Linked DNA regions of Mus musculus: region 2 is linked to region 1. Evidence: chromatin contacts called from public promoter capture Hi-C data. All regions are on one chromosome and are shown on one strand. The core of a region is the stretch at or near the end of the contact, and the rest is flanking DNA. Distances in the headings are between cores, read along the strand shown.

Region 1 (4,908 bases), core at 665-3,164:
ATCTGTTTATGACACACACAGTGCTACAGTTTTATTTTTAGGGAGACTGTTAGTTACCTGTTTGAGGAACCAGTGAGCCACATGTTATGGCTAAATTGGTTACTAGACTGCTATGTATCTGTTAAGGAAGGAAACCTGATTGCTTTTGAGGTGTGTGGAAAGTTAGAGGAAAAGGAGAACTCAGCAGTGATGCTGTGTACTGTGCACATGGGCCAGAGCTACATGGACAGAACCAAGAAAAGACTCCACTAGATAGATATACCTGGATGGCGAGTCTGATGGGACAGAGAATGGCTGTATTTCCTCCCCTTGAGAAACTTCAGAGATTGGGTGTGGTGCTGCACACTTGTATCCAAGCACTCAGGAAGCAAAGGCAGGAGAATCTTACAAGTTCAAGGCTGGCCTAACCTATGTAATGAGATCCTCCATCTCAAACAAGAATATATGTGTGTATATGTGTAATGGATGCTTGAGAGTGTTGTATTTGGGGGACTATAGAAGAGAGACCGAGTCTCACTTGGTTTGTGGCTGGACATCAGGACCCTTCTACTTAGACACCTGCTGAGTTTCAAATTCCAACCTACATCTCTCCTCATTTCTGTCTGGGCCTCCCCTCCCCACCCACCCGCCACCCCTGCCCCTTAAGTAAATGCACAGTGTGTATTTTTTCCTTTGAAATGTCTTCCCTGTATTCTAGTCATTTCTTCAAAGGTGACTTTCAATGTCATCTTCTTTCTGTCCCTTTTGCTCAGCAGTGACCACATTTCAGGGGCTCTGTTTAAGCTTCAAAGAGCGGCTGCCCCAACTCAGGTGGTCTCTTGTGTCCTTCCTTCCAGCTCTCTCCTATCCAGGAAGCCCTGCAGCCCTGAAGGAGGTCAATCCTGTATGCTCAACACCCAGGTCTGTGCCGGGAATTCAGAATTTTCAGTGTTTGTCCAATTGATTTATTATTAGGGCAGTAGAGACAAACGCTTTTCCAAAGACAATGATGGTTTAAAAACATACTCCAATCATCATTTCCCTATCCTATTTCATGCATGCTTCTTTGGAAATAGTGTGGTATTTTTTGCAGATGTTATCAGTGTTAGAAGGCACAGTGCCTTTAATTCTGGCCTGGGGTGTGACCAGCCTTCCAATCTCACCTAATCAGGGCATCTACTGTGGAATATCACCTCCAGGAATCCCAGTGGCTGCCTGGAAAAACCACTCTTCAAGTATCCCGTGCTCTTATTTTACCAGCATACGCAGATGAAACCATTAGAAATCTTCTTAAAACCTCAGTATGGAGGTGTGAATAAGGCCCTCGAGAGGACTCTAATAAATGCTGACAGTGGCCATGTCCTCAAGAAGGCAGAGCTAGACACTGTCCTCAAAACCTCCCTGGCTTCTCTCCATTCCTGAGCCAAACTCTGTGCTGGAGCTGTGTGCCAGTGCCTTGGAGGGACGGTGGCCTTGGGCATTTCTGGGTGCCTCCCCTTAGGCCCTCTTCTGCAGCCCTAGCCAGGGTGCCCGGGAGCTCAGTGGCGCGGCCCTGGCATGCTAAGTGGTTGCACTGGGACGCCTTTGTTTCTTAGGCCGGTTGTCCTCTGCATCCAAATGGGTCCTTTGCTCACCCGCTCCTCCGCGAGGGGACAGCGCCTCTCGGCGATGTGTCCCTGATACCTGGGGACCCTACTAGGGCGGATAGGGAGTGCGCCGAGGCCTCTAACCTGGGCACCTGCGCGGACCCGAGGAGGGTCCCGCTGCCCGCTGCCCGCTGCCCCAAGTCTCGCGGTGCTACGGCTCGGACCCGGGAGCCGCGGGCCCGGCACCCCAGCCGCACCACAAAGGCTGAACCCGGAGGAGGCCCGGGAAAGGAGGAGCGCGGGTGCGCGCAGAGGAACGGGGAGCGCGCGGGGCGCGGGGAGCAGCGCGGGCAGGAGCGCGGGGCGCTCTGAGAGCGCGGGAGCGCGGGGAGCACCGCCCGCACCTTCCTTTGTGTGGCGCGGCCGCGGCGGCGCTGGCCCGCGCCGGGTCCCCGTCCCCGCCCCCGCCCCCGCCCGGCGCTCCGGTCCCTTCCCGGCAAGATGGCAACCCCGGCCGCCGTCAACCCTCCGGGTGAGTAGCGGCCCAGCCTCTGGCCGAGCCTGAGACGCGCAGCCCCGGGGTGGGGAGTGGCCGCTGCCCGGCAGCATCAGCACCGGCCGTGGCATCCTCGTTCTCGAATGGTGCTCAACCTGGTCCTGACGGCGCCCGCCGCTGCTGCGTGTAACTAGATGCTCGCCCGCGGGCTCCAGAGCCACAGGGGCCAGCGGATGCCAGGTGTCGCGCTGAGCGAGAGAAAAGTTTGAAGCGGGGATTCAACAGGGCAGAACTCCTGGGACTCTTTCGCCTATCGGCCCCGCCTCCCCCACGCTGGTCTTTGGCGGGGTTTACACCTGGCCAGTGTATATGTCCCAGTCCTTTCTGGACAGGAAAAGCCTAACTGGTAATAATGGCCTTCAGCAGCCCTATCCCTCTCCGATTGTCTGATGTCGCTGAAGGTACAGCCTGTGACCCTTGGACTTATGCCGTCAGATTAGAAAAAAAATGGAAGGAGTTCAGGAATGAGTGGGAGTGTTAGGCTCCTGTTGAAATGTGGCGGGGGAGCCCTATTGTCATTGGCAAAGTTCCCTGTCTATCATGCAAGGCTGAGAGGATAGACATGTGACTGCCTTCCCGCTCCCAAGTTTTAGGTTTTGTGTTGTATGCTTTGGTTCTGGAGAATCATAGGTCCCTGTAGATTGAGGCAGGGACGGTCAAATAGCTTAGACCCCGGGAAAGCTCAGTGGAAGAGGTCTTGTGTTGGGTGTGGCCCCAGATCAGGTGGAGTGAACTACCAGAGTGCTTATGAAAGAAGAATGTCTTCAGAGTAAGTTATGAGTGGAAGATCCCCTTTGTCCATGTTGGTCGGGGAAGGTTGAGGGGACTCTGGACACTTTAGCCTGAACTTGTAGAAGATACAGTTTGAAAACGCAGACACACAGACTGAGAGGCATTACAGGCATAAGTCATGAAGTCATGATGGCCATGCTCTAAGCATACACTGGAAGCCAGTGAGTAAGGTGTGAGAGGAAACAGAGGGACCTGACATTGAGTTGCATGGATGTGGCTAGGTCCAAAGGGCCATGGAAGACATGGACTGTGGCTTCCTCTTCCTACATCAAAAGAGAGTTTTAAGTAGTACTGAACGGAGGAGCCACATGATCACTGCTTTCCTGTAAGGTTGATTTGTCAGCTGTGGTGAGGTGATACAGAAGATAGGAAGACGAGAAGCAGGAACTGCGTGGAGAAGAGGCAGGTGCTGCAGGTCAGACTTAGCTGTAGTGGCCTGAACAGAGGAGAAGGAAAATACCAGGAGGCAGACAAAGTATGAGATCTGGCCTTCATTAGATTTGAGGTAAAGGCAATTGAGGAAAGCCAGAATAGACAGAGGCAAGTGCCTGTGGGGACAAGGAGGTGATGAACCTTTCTAATTCCCGTCAAGGAGGCTCACTAACTGAAACAGGCAGTCCTAGAAGAGGCGACATGGAGTCTCTGTCTGGAACACTGAGTGGGTAGATAGCTGGCTTGGAAACACGGCTGTGTCATTTTTGTGTTTTTTTTTTTAAACCACTGAAGCACTTTCAACCTATTCTGATACTTAGAAATCAATAGAAAATTAATACCTTAAACTGTAATGCGATTAGAAAAAGCAAAGGGAAATAATGAAGATGGTTGAGTCCGGAATCTACTGAGGAAAAGCACAAGCTCTTAGGTGACTTATGTAACTCATCTACCGTTATATCACTGTTGGGAACCACTTTGTCCAGTACATTGTTCTCTCTGCTATAGAAACCTTGGGACTTGGGAGGAGTGCTGTTAGTCACTACCTGGCCACCTTAATACATTGTGATATCCAGATCTTTCCTCAGTCAAAAATACCAGCAATTCTGAGCATTGTGAGAATCTCTCAAGGAGAATTTCTTGCACTGATCAGCTGCTCTATCGTCCACTTTTAACTGGTCCTCTCTGATGGCTTTTGGGTCTGTGGGATGTCTTAGTCTTGTTCCGTGTGAGCATGTAGCTTCTTTGGCTCAGAAGGGCTAGTCTCAAGGGTTAAGCATCTGAAACAAAGAGAGATAGTTCAGATTGTGTGAGAAATTTGCACTAGGATAACTGCTCACTCCCTTAAGCAGAAATCATGTGATAATTCTTTAGCTTTTTTCTTCCTACCTCCACCCTCCCCCTAGATTTTGCTTCTCCCAGAATGAGAGCTTGGTAAATACAGCTAGATGGACCAAGAGGCAGCATGATTGGGTTCTGCAGCTCATATGTCCTCAGAATACCATGGCCTCCTTCCTCCCACATCAACCACTGCACTCCTGCTGAACACTTATTTACTGTGATGTGGTGCCGTAGTAGCATCCCGGGAGCCCAGTAACGTGGATGAAGCTGGGTCTTTTCACCTGTCACTCCATTGCTTCAAACCCTTACACTGGTTCTTCTAGGTCTTCTGCTTGAGATTTAGGTTAGCAGCCTACTCGTTACACTATGGGAACGGAGATCTTTGGAGATGGCTCTCAGGTATTTGACATCTTGCAACTTCTAAGTCCTCACACTGACCTCCCTCCCACCCCCTGACCCCCACGCTGTTGTATTGGCTGAATTTTCTCTGTTGTTTCTTATCAGGGATGATATATTCATCCTTTGGAGAAGAGAAGAGCGTTTTAGAGCTGGGGGTGTTGTTGCTGTTGTTGTTGTTGTTGTTGTTGTTCTACCATGTATTTGAACATTTCTGATTTGTATGAAGTTGCTTAGGTTTGAATTAGCCACATGCAAACTGAGGTGTTTGCTCCTGATAAGGCGCGGTCTGGAAGGAGCTAGTATCATGGGTACTTGTAATTTCCG
Region 2 (4,908 bases), core at 1,590-4,089, 200 kb before region 1:
AGAACTCTGGTAAATAAGAAACCAAATCTAAGAATCCATGGGGTGGAAGGGTCTGAAGTAACTAAAAACACAGAGAATGTGCTTAATGAAATTACAGGGAAAAAAATTGATACTACATGAAAAACAAATGCAAGGGGCATTGCCCTGAGAAATTCATTATACAATGTACAAAAGTACAAAAGAAACAACACTGAAAGAAGAAAAAAGTATCAAGCTACAAAAACAAATGTATCAAAATAACATCAGACCCTCTCAACAGAAAACCTGGAAAGTCAGAAAAGCATGGAATGAGAGATTTCAAATCCTGAATTAAATAACTGCTAACCTATCAAAACTATCTTTTAAAACTGATGGGAGAATATGGTCATTTCAGACAAGGACAAATAATAGCAATTAATGACCACTAAGCCAGCAGCACTACAGAGTATACTTGGAGAATCCTGAACACAGAGTGAAAGAAGCAAGCCAAACACAGTAAAGAATAAATTTCATGAGAGGAATATGTTAGCAAAGGAGAACTAGGGAACTATCTATTGTGCCCAACACAGTAAGTAAGCAAACTCCGAATTCAAATGGGGAAAAATGAACACCCCAACCTATCAGAAAAAACACTACAAAATTTATAGGCATTAGTATGCCTCAATAATAGCCTGAATTGTTAGGCATGATGATGCCCGTAGAAAGGTAGCCACAACTTTGAAACTAGCCTGGACTACTTAGTGAGTTCCAGAGCAGCCTCAGCACCACAAGGAGAACCTTGACTCCAAAAAACAAATAATAATAATGATTATAGCAATTACCTAAAGTAAATCATCTTTCTCAGTTCAAAGAGGTATACTTGTTGATGGGACTAAAAAACAAGATTCAACTGTCTCTTGTTTTCAAGAAATATACCTGTCTGGCACCACTCAGTTTACCAAATGAATAGAAGTAGACTTTGCTATTCTGATAATTGATAAAGTAGATGTCAAACCAAAACTAGAAAAGACTAAGGCACTACTTGTTAATAAAAAGATTACTTTACAGATTAATAAAAATCATAAATATAACAATCATAAGCATGCACTAAAGTTTGGATAGAGCTCTCCGTTTTATAAAACAAACACCAATGATTTAATAAGAACAGATTCCAATACAATTATCTTGGGTGATTTTGCTACGCCATTCTCATCAGTAGGTAGGTCATACAGACTAAAACTCAATAAAGTAGATTTAGAGTTCAATTTAGATTAAACCAACCTAACAAACATCTCCAGAATATTCCATCTGTATTCATTACTACTCTCATTGCTGTGACCAAATACTTGACAAGAAGTATTTAAGGGTGGAAAGATTAAGCTTATAGTTTGAGGCGATACAGGCCCTCCATACTAGGGAAGGGAACTAGGAGGGCATGACGCAGGGTTGGGGAGAAGGCTGATCACACTAAATCACAGCCTGGAAGCAGAAGAAGATGAATACAGCTATCCAACTCCATGTTCCTATCATTTATTCAAGGCCTCCAGTCCAAGAGGTGATGCTGCATACATTCATTTAACCTTTTGGAAACACACAGACACGTGGAGATGTGATTCCATGGTGATTCTAAATATGATAGTGAAGTTGACAATATTAAACATTACACCCTCCAACAGCCAGAAAGCACAAATTCTCAGCAGAGCTTTCTCTAAAATAGATCACAGTTTAGGCCATAAGTCATGTCTCCACAATACAAAAAAGAATTTAAATAACCCGTTTTTATTTTATCAGATTGTGTTTCTGAAGCATTTGCACGAACACGGCCCCAGTCTGCGGGGTACTCCCGTGAGATCTCACTTTATCATGGACGCCCACGTTTCTAGTCAGTAACTAGCCAAACTTCTAACATCTCTGGTCCCAGAGTCCATAGGTCTTCCTCCCGCTCTTTCATTTGGAAGTCAACTATCATTAACTAATCGAATTCTTGTTTCTACTGTGAAGTAGACCCCCTTCCCCACTAGTACTGTACGGAAGAAAGCACAGGCAGAACACCAAGACGTTAACGCAGGCGTGTCACACTTCTAGACGCTGGCTCCAACTCCATCTTTCACCAGTGCTCAGGGCAAGGTCTCTGGACCCTGACTGAGCAAGGCTACACAGGCAGATGAACTGGGGACAAATCCTCTGCAGTATCCAGTGACACCACAGGAGCCAGAGGCAGTCCCAGACAAAAGAATGGGGTCACTGGGTGGATCCCAATTTGCATTCTGGAGGTGGGGTCAGGGAAAAAGCTTGGCTCATAAGGGAGGCTGGGCGGTTTTGCAAAAGGGCGAGGCCTCAGAGATTATGGAAATAAAGCACCTACTGGGGCGGGGCTTTGGGTCTTGGGCATTTTAGGTGAGACCAATACCTGGATCCAGGTGCTGGACCCGGAAGGGGGAGGTTTAGACATAGGGGCGGAACGGTCTGACAGTTCCGGGATGGAGATGGGGGGGGGTGGGGTGAGGGGGAAAGGCAGGGCGTGGACACGACGGGATCTCGGGGGCAGGATGAGGGTGGGGTGACCCCAGGACTCCGGGCACATCTGGGGCGGGGCGAAGGCGGGAAGATCCCAGGGCTCCGGGCACATCTAGGGAGGATGAGGAGAATGTCTTGTATATCCAGACCGATGAGGCGGTCCTGGACTCGTAGAGGTCGCCCGAGAAGAAAACGGGGTGGTCTCAGGGCGGGTACCGGGTGGTTCCAAGGCAGGGGCTGGCCAGGAAGGATGCGGAACAGTCGAGAGGCGTGGGAATGGGGTGGCCCGGGGCGGGTGCTGGATAGTACGGAGGGTGGACCCAGGGTAGGGAAGGAGGGAAGGGTGTGGGGCGGTTCCGGGGCGGGTGCTAAAAGAATCACTAGGGTGGGGAGGCGGTCCCAGTGGGGCGGGTAGGGGTGTGTGCCAGGTGGTACCGGGTATTGGCTGGAGGAAGGGCAGCCCGGGGTTCGGGGCGGTCCCTGAATCTAAAGGCCCTCGGCTAGTCTGATCCTTGCCCTAAGCATAGTCCCGTTAGCCAACCCCCTACCCGCCGTGGGCTCTGCTGCCCGGTGCTCGTCAGCATGTCCTTTATTCCAGTGGCCGAGGACTCCGACTTTCCCATCCAAAACCTGCCCTATGGTGTTTTCTCCACTCAAAGCAACGTGAGCATCGATTTTTGGGCTCGGGAGCCGGGAGGTGGGAGTTCTGGTCAGTTTCTCCAGAGCCTCGGGGAGAGCGCCTGTGGCTACAGTGCCGCTCAGGACCCATAGCTGTGCACGTTACGGAAATTAAGTATATGTGGGTATATATGGGCCTGTGCAAGAACCAGAGCATAGAGAAATGGGAGCTATCACCCCTGCCTGGGCAGCAGGCCTAAGCGATTGTGACCCAAAAACGGACGCATAATTTCCTTACAAAACGCGGGTGGTCGTTCACTTCACTGCTTAGTCCTTAACCCTGTAACCTCGAAAGTACCAGCTGACTCCCATAATTTCGAGCAACTCCTCTGAGCACTTCCTGGCCTAGAAACTTCGGTCTAAGACACAGGCTTCTTTTACCTCTAACCTAAATTCTTTCTGCTCTAGAGTGAACTGCTAGGCATTCACTGAACTAACCACAGGTCTCATGGGGCAGGAGAAATGAACTTTGACTTGTACACATAGTCTGACTTGAAAGAAATCTTTGCAAATGGTTTAGTGGAGCTGAGTTATCTATCCTATCCTTGGGTGGGCAACGCATATCACTCTGAAATGTTTGTGCTATTTTCTGCTTGAGCTTTTGGGGGGAGGGTTGTTTGTTTGTTTTTGTTTTATTTATTTTGCTTGTTTATAGTGTTGATTCAGCTTTGTGTGTAGGAACTGTTTGCACCATAAAAGGAGTATGAATATCTTTGCCAGTACAGACAGGTAGCATTGTTCTAAAGTACTTGGCTGGCATGCACCAGCAAAAGGAAGAAAGAAAGGAAGTGGTTCCTGGCAGTGTATAGCTTTCTCCACATCTGTTGTCCTTTCATATCCTGCCTGTGCAGATTGCCTTGGTCAGAAGAGTCAGGTAATGCTTTCACAACCACCAGGCATGACTAGATGTTGCAAGGACACAGAGTTAACTTGTTGTCCTTTCCACGTTTGAGGTGTGTGGAGCCTTAACCTGAGCCAACCAACCGCCTTGTGGAAGTAGAATACTCCCTCTGGCCTCTTCTGATACTTTGCCCTCAGCAGACATGCTCTCAGCCTTTTCTGGGAATTCCAGTGGGTTAGGCAGGGACATTTGTGCAGTCAGGCACGTTGAGAGAACTGGACTAGGTAGTAAGTGGGTTGCTTTCCCAGGGGAATCTGAAGTTACTGTCCTTCAATAGTTAGAGACTTTTTAGACATCATACATCATCACCATTACTATCTTGGTTTTATTTGGGGGACTTGATGGTAGTGGTGGGTTTTGGGGGTTGTTGTTGTTGTTGTTGTTGTTGAGACAGGGTTTCCCTGTGTAGCCCTGGCTGTCATGGAACTAAATCTGTAGACCAGGTTTACCTTGAACTCAGAGATTGCCTGCCTCTGTATCCTAAGTGCTGGGATTAAAGGTGTGTGCCACCGTGCCGTTTCTTTTTTATTCGTAATAATAATTTGAGAGTTTCTAGGTACATTTTCCTGGACATGTCTAGGGAATGTGACCTATCAACAGGCGTCCCTAGCCTCGGGCTCTTACATTCTTTCTGTTCCCTCTTGGGTGATTTTCCCTGAGCTTTAGGAGTGTTACAGCTATGTCTTGGGGCTGGGCACCCCAGGATGATTTTTTTTCTTACATTTCATCTGTTGAAAAAAAAAAGTTTCTTTGATAGGTGAGAGATATGTATATTTAATTGGTTTAGGAAAATGGCAGTAGGAGGTTCTCCTCTTGGGTCTGTATTATCTCTCCAACATTGGGCAGCTGGCTAG

The links. Capture Hi-C pulls out chosen DNA fragments and counts their contacts.
Region 2: a promoter capture Hi-C map of pancreatic islet shows a contact between it and region 1. The contact joins the promoter of Fah here to the promoter of Arnt2 in region 1.

Annotation. Positions count from the first base shown.
Region 1 is chr7:84,407,044-84,411,951 of GRCm38.p6, reverse strand. It overlaps Arnt2 (aryl hydrocarbon receptor nuclear translocator 2), which reads left to right and starts at 1,914. Exons shown (of 19, transcript NM_007488.3): 1 at 1,914-2,097. The coding sequence starts at 2,067.
Region 2 is chr7:84,603,873-84,608,780 of GRCm38.p6, reverse strand. It overlaps Fah (fumarylacetoacetate hydrolase), which reads left to right and starts at 2,839. Exons shown (of 14, transcript NM_010176.4): 1 at 2,839-3,138. The coding sequence starts at 3,058.